Linked DNA regions of Mus musculus: region 2 is linked to region 1. The links are chromatin contacts, called in public promoter capture Hi-C maps. All regions are on one chromosome and are shown on one strand. The core of a region is the stretch at or near the end of the contact, and the rest is flanking DNA. Distances in the headings are between cores, read along the strand shown. Region 1 overlaps Ank3 (ankyrin 3, epithelial). Region 2 overlaps Slc16a9 (solute carrier family 16 (monocarboxylic acid transporters), member 9).

Region 1 (4,161 bases), core at 855-3,354:
TTTATTATCTCACTATGCAACTTTACAATACTGGCTTATTGATGTGTGTGTGTGTGTGTGTGTGTGTGTGTGTGTGTGTGTGTGTGTGTATCTGGCTGCCTTTCTATAACCTACAACTCCACCTCTGGACCTATAGATCTATTCTCTCCTGAGGCAAACACCTATGCATATCAAGAGGGTATCTGTAAACAGAAGGCTTCCTTGCAATAGCTTCAAGCTGGAAAGAACCCACATTGCCATCTACAGGAGGGCAGAGACCTTAGTTGGGTTATTGTAAGTTCTTGGTGGGGTGTTACACAAACATGAAAATGAACACGTTACAATTACCCAACAACAGGAGTGAAAGCCCAGGAGGGTCAAGCTGGGAGGCAGAAGAAATGTAGAGTTGTAAGGACCTCTTTAGAAGCTGGGTGCACAGCTGAGCATTGGGGGTTGGTCTGGTGCTGCTATGTAGTCAAAATGCTAAATTCTGTACCCCAAGATCTGGTTGCTCCCAAATTCTTACATATACATTGCCTTTATTGTATAAACCTTGCTCCCCAATTTAAAGCTATTGGTTAAATAAAAGTGGCTACAACCAACGGCTGGGGAGGACAGAGGTAGGTGGGTCTTTGGTTACTGGGCTTGGGGAGTCACAGGTAGGGACCTTGAAGAGAAAGAGGGTAGGAAGAGAGAGAAGGAGGAGAAAGGAGGAAAAGGGGGAGGAAGGAGGAAAAAGGGGAGGAGGAGGAGGAGAAGAAGAAAGAAGATGGAGAAAACGTGAGGTCTCCATTAGATGTAGTGGACCAAGAGCAGGTGCCCAAGTGATGGAGCAGAAATAACAAAGGTGAGACTCCAACAGCAAGTATTTGGGGACCACAACTAAGGAAGTAGCCAGTTTAGTGTTAGAAAATAGATTAGGGGGGCTGGAGAGACAGCTCAGTGTAAGAGCACTGACCGATCTTCCAGAGGTCCTGAGTTCAATTCCCAGCAACCACATGACGGCTCACAAGCACTTGTCCGATGCCCTCTTCTGGTGTGTCTGAAGACAGTGACAGTGTACTCATATACATTAAAATGAAGAAAGAATATAGATTGGAGATAATTCCCTCAATAATTGTGCTAAAGCTGAATAAGTAAATCTTAGCCTCAGTCTCATTCAATCTAGCTTCCAAATAAATAGAAATACGTATGTTAATTTACAGCTAAGTCTACGGGGTTAGAACAAATGACAGCTACACAAAAGGCACCCGCTGGATCCTGCCACAGGGAAGCTCCTGAGCTGGTGACAATGGAGAGGAGAAGGCAGACTTGAGAGGTTCTATGGATGCAGAAACAGAGCAGATAAGAGTTCCTGGCTGGCTGGACATGAACGTGAGACAAGGGAGACTCTGGAGCTTCTGCGTGGGGGTTAGGCTACGTGGGAGGTGAAGAAGCTTGCAGGAGATGATGTTCTGGAAGGAAACACTTAGGGTGTGATGGATTGATTATCTGTGAGGGTCTACGTGGAAAGGCACAGTGTGGAAGAGCAGTTAGCCGTGGCTCAGAGGTCAAGGGTACTGGCTGCTGTAGTACAGGGTCTAGCTTTGGTCCCCAGCACCGATGATAGGCAGCTCTTAACTACCTGTAATTCCTCCTCCAGGGGAATCAAAGTTCTCTTCTGGCCACTGTAGGCACACGCTAACACACGTATACACATAAAGCAAAGCCAAATCTTTAAAAGAATGGAGAAGGACCATTGAGCTCCCATGTGCATGTGAGCATCGCTCTGTCCTTCTGACCTTCTGAAGTAAAGGACCAGATGCTTCAAGCCCCTGATGGTTTGGCTCGGTGGACTGAAACCTGGAACTTCCAGCTCAAGCAAACCCTCTCACCTTTAAGTTACTTTTGCAAGAGTTTTTGTTTTGTTTTATTTATTTATTTATTTATTTATTTATTTATTTATTTATTTATTTTTTTATCACGGCAACTGAAATGACGCTGAGACAGGGTCTTCCCTTCTAGGTTTTCAAAGTTATCATTTTGAGCTTACCTCCAGGACACACGAGCAGCTAATGAATGTCCATTTGAAAGGTAAGCAGAGAAACCCCAGTGGGGGGGAAAATGAAGAGAGACACTGCCCACGAGGTATTCCCCAAAATGCTAAAATTTGGGTAGGAGCAGTTCCCACTGGTCCTATCAACAGTAACACCATGCCCCGCCCTCCTCCTGCCTCCTGGTCCTATCAACAGTAACACCATGCCCCGCCCTCCTCCTGCCTCCTGGTCCTATCAACAGTAACACCATGCCCCGCCCTCCTCCTGCCTCCTGGTCCTATCAACAGTAACACCATGCCCCGCCCTCCTCCTGCCTCCTGGTCCTATCAACAGTAACACCATGCCCCGCCCTCCTCCTGCCTCCTGGTCCTATCAACAGTAACACCATGCCCCGCCCTCCTCCTGCCTCCTGGTCCTATCAACAGTAACACCATGCCCCGCCCTCCTCCTGCCTCCCCAGAGGTTAGCTAATCTTTCTGGCTCCCTCCCAGGCTCAGAAAGCCACTCACATAATGGCTCTGTATCTTCTTATGATTACCAGAGAGATTGGGCAAGCAGGACCGTTCCTGGTAGGCCGAGCCAGCTTCACACTTCCCAGACCGGTCCTTCAGACTCCCCTTCATTTTGGATTATGCCAAAGCAAATTATATTTACTCTCTCCTGAGTGAGAGTGCTCTAGGAGGATTACAAAAAGTCCTTTCTCTGAGGGCCAGAGACATGGTTCAGTGGGTGAAGATGTTTGCTGACAGCCACCCCCCTCCCCATACTACAAATTTTAGAAAATTCTTTGCCCGAGTTCTTAAAATCTACCCAAAACTCTATCTGTACTTAACTGCCTTTGACCATGTGCCCTGGCCTGCTTCATCTTCATACTAAGATAGTGGGAAAGAGGCTTATTTCTATTGTCATGTCAGTAAATTCTTTAAAAATATTATTAGCCACAGGGGTGTCTGTGTGTGTGGTATGTGTATGTGTCTGCGTCTGCGCTGTTTGTCAATGTGTGGGATGTATGTGTGGGTGGTATGTGGGTGGAGTATGTGGTGTGTGTGTGTGTGTGTGTGTGTGTGTGTGTGTGTGTGTGTGTGTGTGTAGGGCAACAGGATTCTTCCTTGTACGTTGATCACCTTATTCACTGTTGTAAGGTGGTCCAGCTGTCCAGTTGACTTGGGGGATCTCCTGTCTCTTCTCTCTAAGCACTGGGATTACAGTTAGGCCCTCACACTTACTTGTGAGCTCTGGAGATCTGAACTAGCCAAACTCTCAGGCACACGGGGGCAAGCAATTTAATTGCTAAACCATCTCCCTAGCCCATAATATCACTACTTTGTGAAGAACACGATTTGTTCTTTCTCTTAAATACACACTTGGTTTGGCATGTATTTGTGTGTGTGTGTGTGTGTGTGTGTGTAGGGGGGCTCACATGTGTGTGTAGCTCTGAGGGTGATATTAGAAGTCTTCCTGAGTTGCTCTCCACCTGATTCTCTGAGGCAAGTACTCACCAGAAATCAGAGGTCTTTGGCATGTCTAGTACAGCTAATCTGCTTGTCTAGGGGGTGCCATATATCTGACTCCATGGTCAGGTCTAGGATTTCAGGGAGATGCCTTGCCCACTCTGCATTTATGGGATTCTAGGGATCCAACCTCCAGGTCATCACATTGAATGGCCAGCTCTTTCTCTGTGAACCTGTTCACCATACACTTTTAAAAACCAACGAACAGTGTGAACAACCCAGACTTTAATTCGTTGAACATCGAATGTTCCTGGATCAAGAATGCGCTGAATGATGTCCTCACTGTCCAAGGTACCATTTCCTAAATTTTATTGCTCTATTGTATCTTTCTATTGCTGTTTTTCTGAGACAATGTCTCTCCAGATAGCTCTGACTATCCTGGATATCTAGGTAAACCAGGCTGGCCTTGAACTTGACCTCACAGAGATCCACCTACCTCCCAAGTGCTGGAATAGCTTTCTTGTATCTTCCCCTATCCCTTCCTGATAACTATTTCTACCACACACACACTTAGCTTTTCTTTTTCTTTTAGTATTTGCTGTCTGCATTCAAGCCTGGCAGAGATTTCACAGCTCAGTCAAAATGTAAGCAACTTCAGACTAGATCCTCCTTCCTTCCAGGGCTGTGGCCTCCTG
Region 2 (4,161 bases), core at 708-3,207, 360 kb before region 1:
GGCTGTGTAGGCCTTTCCTGAGGGGAGACCCAGCTTGAATGTGGTGGCACACCCATAGCTGGCCATGGATGGGACCAAAGGGAGAGAGTTAGGAAAGTCACTGACAGAGAATGCATTCTCTGCTTTCTGGACTCTCCAACCAGGATGAGCTGACACCTCTGAAGATGGGTGCCAAAGGAAATCCTCCCCTGTCTGTGATGCTCAGACGTGCGTCACAACTGTGATAAACTAAAGCAGTTTGTGAACACAAGGACAAGACCACTCGTCTCATGGATAGGAGATAACTTCCTTAGCGTACATGCACGGGGCTACGTTCAACTCTGGCACCCCCAAAACCCCTCATACAATACAAACACTACTGTCACTAAATTCGTTTTGTTTCAGGAAATAGAATTACTTTTCGCAATAAATCTGTTACCATACACTGTCAACATACACTGAGCCTGTGACCTTTAAGTGGACTGCTAAACAAATGCTTTTCGATTTGTCTTTTTAGTGGGTGGAGAGATGGTTCAGTGGTTAAGCCCTTTAGTGCTTTCACAGAGGACCTGGGTGTGGCTCCCAGCAGCCCCATCAGGCAGCTCACTCTATTACAGGGGAGCTGACACCCTCTGGCCACCACAGGCACCTGCTCACATATAGTGCATATATACTCATGCAATCACACATACACACATACACATAAAATAAAGACAAATAAATAGCCGGGTGTGGTGATGCACGCCTTTCATCCCAGCACTTGGGAGGCAGAGGCAGGCAGAGTTCTGTGAGTTCAAGGACAGCCTGGTCTACAGAGTGAGTTTTAGAACAACTGGGGCTATAGAGAGAGACCCTGTCTGGCAAAAACAAAACAAACAAAAAACAAAACAAAACAAAAACAAACAACTTTTAAATGAATTTATCGTTTAAATTTGTATTTCTTAGTTGTTAACATTTATTTTATTTTACATGTATGTGTATTGTGTGTGTTCGTGGTCTGTATGTTGGTATATGGTGGGTATGCTATGTCTGTATAACTGTCTGAACCCTGTTGTCTGTAGAGAACAGAAGCGGGCAGCCAATCCCTTAGAGGTGGAGTTACTACAGGCAGTTGTGAGCTGCCTGCTGAGAGTGTCGGGAGCTGAAGGCGGGCCTTCTGCATGAGTAACGTGTACTCTTAAATGCTGGGGCATCTGTCTCCTCAGCCCTAAATTTATCATATTTCATATGTAGTATATTAAAGCATGATGCAATATGTAAATATATAATCCATACCATCTAAAGTTCCTTAGAGGTCTAAGTAAGAACATTAAAAAGTCCTAAGATGTTAAAGGTTCTAAACTATTGTCTTAAAGCACTCTCTGGTGTCAATCAGCTTTGATGAAATTCTAGCAGTGAAACTTGTCTAAGACACATAATACTTTTGACACCAAATAACCATATTTAGGCAGAGTCAGCTGACGTCTAAGAGACTAATGGGAGGCAGAGGGGAGGGGCAAGGGAGAGGAGGTTGAAAGGACTGCATAATGTGTGTGTATGTATACACATATACACATACACTGTGTGAAAGTGGAATCCAATAGAGTCATTTTTATCTAGCCATAAAACAGAAACAAAAATACACACATATATACATTCATACAAATATACATGCATACATATACACACATACATATACATATATACATGCATATATACATTCATATAGATGGACGGACAGACAGACAGACAGCGAGGAGCTGTGAAAAAACAAAATCTCAGGCATATGTCCCCAAAAGTGAAAGCTGTCAAGAGCCTTTTGCAAATGACTCTACAAACCATGACTTGCACAAAAGCCATTGTAAACACACACACACACACACACTTCCAACAAGGCCTTCTGCCAAGCTACAGTTTCATTTTGGACCAAGGCCACCTTAGAATAATAGATCAGTGTGGCCAAGGATGTTTGCTTCAATACACCTTATATAGTTCTCTTTATCTCACCTTTACAGACTTTAAACACACCCACCATTCCCTAAGGTGTGTACTCAATATACTCTCTTCAATTGTTCAAAAAGACGTAGATGATCTCTGAAAACGCTACAGTCGTTATTCAGCGAGCTCTGTAACTCAGCCAGACGCTAAGCTCCACTTCACACCCACTGCAGCTCCCAGTTTACCTCAGCATTTTTCTCTGACCTCCTGAAGTCATGGCAATTCTGACTTCCTCGTAGCTCCCTGAACCTTTAGCACCGTTCCTGTCTACCTAAGCTGCGGTGTGCACCGCTCCAAGTTTCTGCAAGAAAAAAAACCGACAGAAGATGCAACATTTTCCCAACAGGCTGCGTCTATCAGATGCTTTGACATATCTGCAGACTCTCAGATGACACGTGTATTTCTTTTAAAAATAAATATGTAGGAAAAGGCTGCTGCTTGGGACTGGCACTTTGCTGCTCTACTGGGGCTCCTGAATTTGGTTCCTAGGACCCACGCCAGCAGGGGCTATGACGCCCTCTTCTGGCCTCCGCAGGCACTGTATGCACGCACCCACCTACCTATGCACGCATGCTATCCACCGTATCCCTTTCTGAGTGTTTGGCTCTGTGCGTCCTCCACTACCCTCCTTTCTCTTCTGGTCTACATCCACTGGCCACAGCCCACCTGTGCTTAAAGGTCACACAGCAATTCCTCAGCCAGGCTCTGCACACATCCCCATAGCTCACAGGCACAGGGCACTGGTTTCACTTCGCCATTGGCCTCGCTTCTGCTATGTGGCAACTTACACATTTATCAGCCTGTCCTTCTACCTAGATGACCAGCAACGTGACTCACCGATTCTCACTTCTGATCTTTAGCACAATCACATAGGATTTAAAGACATTAAAGGTATAAGTATGCATTATCTATATATAGTATATAGTACTGAAAACAGCCCTGGTCTTGGTGTTAGCTCTTATTTCTCATCTGAGTCTATGGCTTATATATTACAGATGCAGCCTTAGACAATACTAAAAATCATACTTAATAGCCAGACATAGAGAAGCGCATGTGCAATCCCCAAAGTAGGGAAACTGAGCCAGGAAGATGGAGAGTTCAGGGCCAGGCTGGGCCATATTAGGAGACTCTGCTTCAAAACAAAACAAAACCAACCCAGAATCACAGCTGCTTAGCACAACTGTACATCCATGAGAATCAAGATTGTCTTTGGTTGAAACTAGTGACAGATATCTTTAATCCCAGCACTCGGGCAGCAGCCCGTCCAAGGCTTTATAGGGAGGGCCTGTCTCAAAGTGTGTGTGTGTGGGGGGGGAGTAGGGAAGGGATAACTATTTTTGATAACAAAACTATTTAAATAGGGGCTGAGGGAGACGCTTATGACACTGCTCTTTCCAAGATGAATGAATGTACAGGAAATGATCGTTGTTTAGTTTGCATAATTAAAGTAAACAGAGCCTGATAGAAACTCGTCTAACTGTCGTCTAGTGATTTTTAGCATCGAACACATTTAAATACAGTATACTGCACAGGAATTTTCAGGGTTAAGACTCTACTCTTCGATCATCGAGCATCCCCAGTATGCTGCCTTCCTAACTCTCGTGCCTTAGTTTTAAAATCCACTTTGTGCATCCACTCGAACTTCTGGATTAGGGGCTAGCAATAAACTGAAACTCTGTCCACTGTTGCTGAAGGTCCCAGTAGCAAACAGACAAGTGTCCAACGTCAAGAACGTCCGAGCTTACGTTCTCCTGCCTCAGTTTCCCTTGCCGGAGCTAGGTAGAGATGAGAGCTTGACATAGCTTCCTGGAAGTGCCCCTTTGAAGAGGGCATAAAGGAACTGTCAAAATGTGCTTATCCCGTGCTAGAGAGATGGATCTTACCGCTGAGCCATCTCTCTCACTGGCTGCTCTTCCGGAAGACATGGGTTAATTTCCCAGCATGCACTTGGCAGCTCATCACTGTAACCCCAGTTCCAAGTGGTCCTTTAGCGTCTTCCAACTTCTAAGAGTGTCAGGCATACGCATGGCACACGGACATCCATGCAGGAGAAACACTCATACACATAAAATCATTAAAGAACCACAACAAAAAATGAATGTGCCTAGCTCTTCCGGCCCTTGGGTTTGTTGGACCTTTCCTAGAGCAACAACTTAGAGAGAGGTGGCCACGGAAAGGAAGATAGCAAGAAACATTTTCACTCCT

The links. Capture Hi-C pulls out chosen DNA fragments and counts their contacts.
Region 2: a contact with region 1 is called in a promoter capture Hi-C map of pancreatic islet. The contact joins two enhancer-like sites. A contact is called at or near these places in 1 of 115 datasets of contacts at active chromatin or transcription factors (embryonic stem cells) and 2 of 9 other capture datasets (adipose tissue and pancreatic islet).

The regions. Positions count from the first base shown.
Region 1 is chr10:69,908,879-69,913,039 of GRCm38.p6, reverse strand. The region is part of intron 23 of Ank3 (ankyrin 3, epithelial); the gene reads right to left. It overlaps Gm33361 (a long non-coding RNA gene), which reads left to right. Exons shown (of 2, transcript XR_380548.4): 1 at 1-3,817. Among named protein-coding and RNA genes, the nearest start is that of Gm33361, 11 kb to the left of the region's middle. Within about 2 kb of position 2,104, at least 91 of the 459 cell types and tissues checked have an H3K27ac peak or open chromatin away from gene starts, as enhancers often do. A contact at or near this core is called in pancreatic islet, where this site is marked.
Region 2 is chr10:70,267,312-70,271,472 of GRCm38.p6, reverse strand. All of the region lies in intron 3 of Slc16a9 (solute carrier family 16 (monocarboxylic acid transporters), member 9), which reads right to left. Among named protein-coding and RNA genes, the nearest start is that of Gm40687, 20 kb to the left of the region's middle. Within about 2 kb of position 1,957, at least 9 of the 459 cell types and tissues checked have an H3K27ac peak or open chromatin away from gene starts, as enhancers often do. A contact at or near this core is called in pancreatic islet, where this site is marked.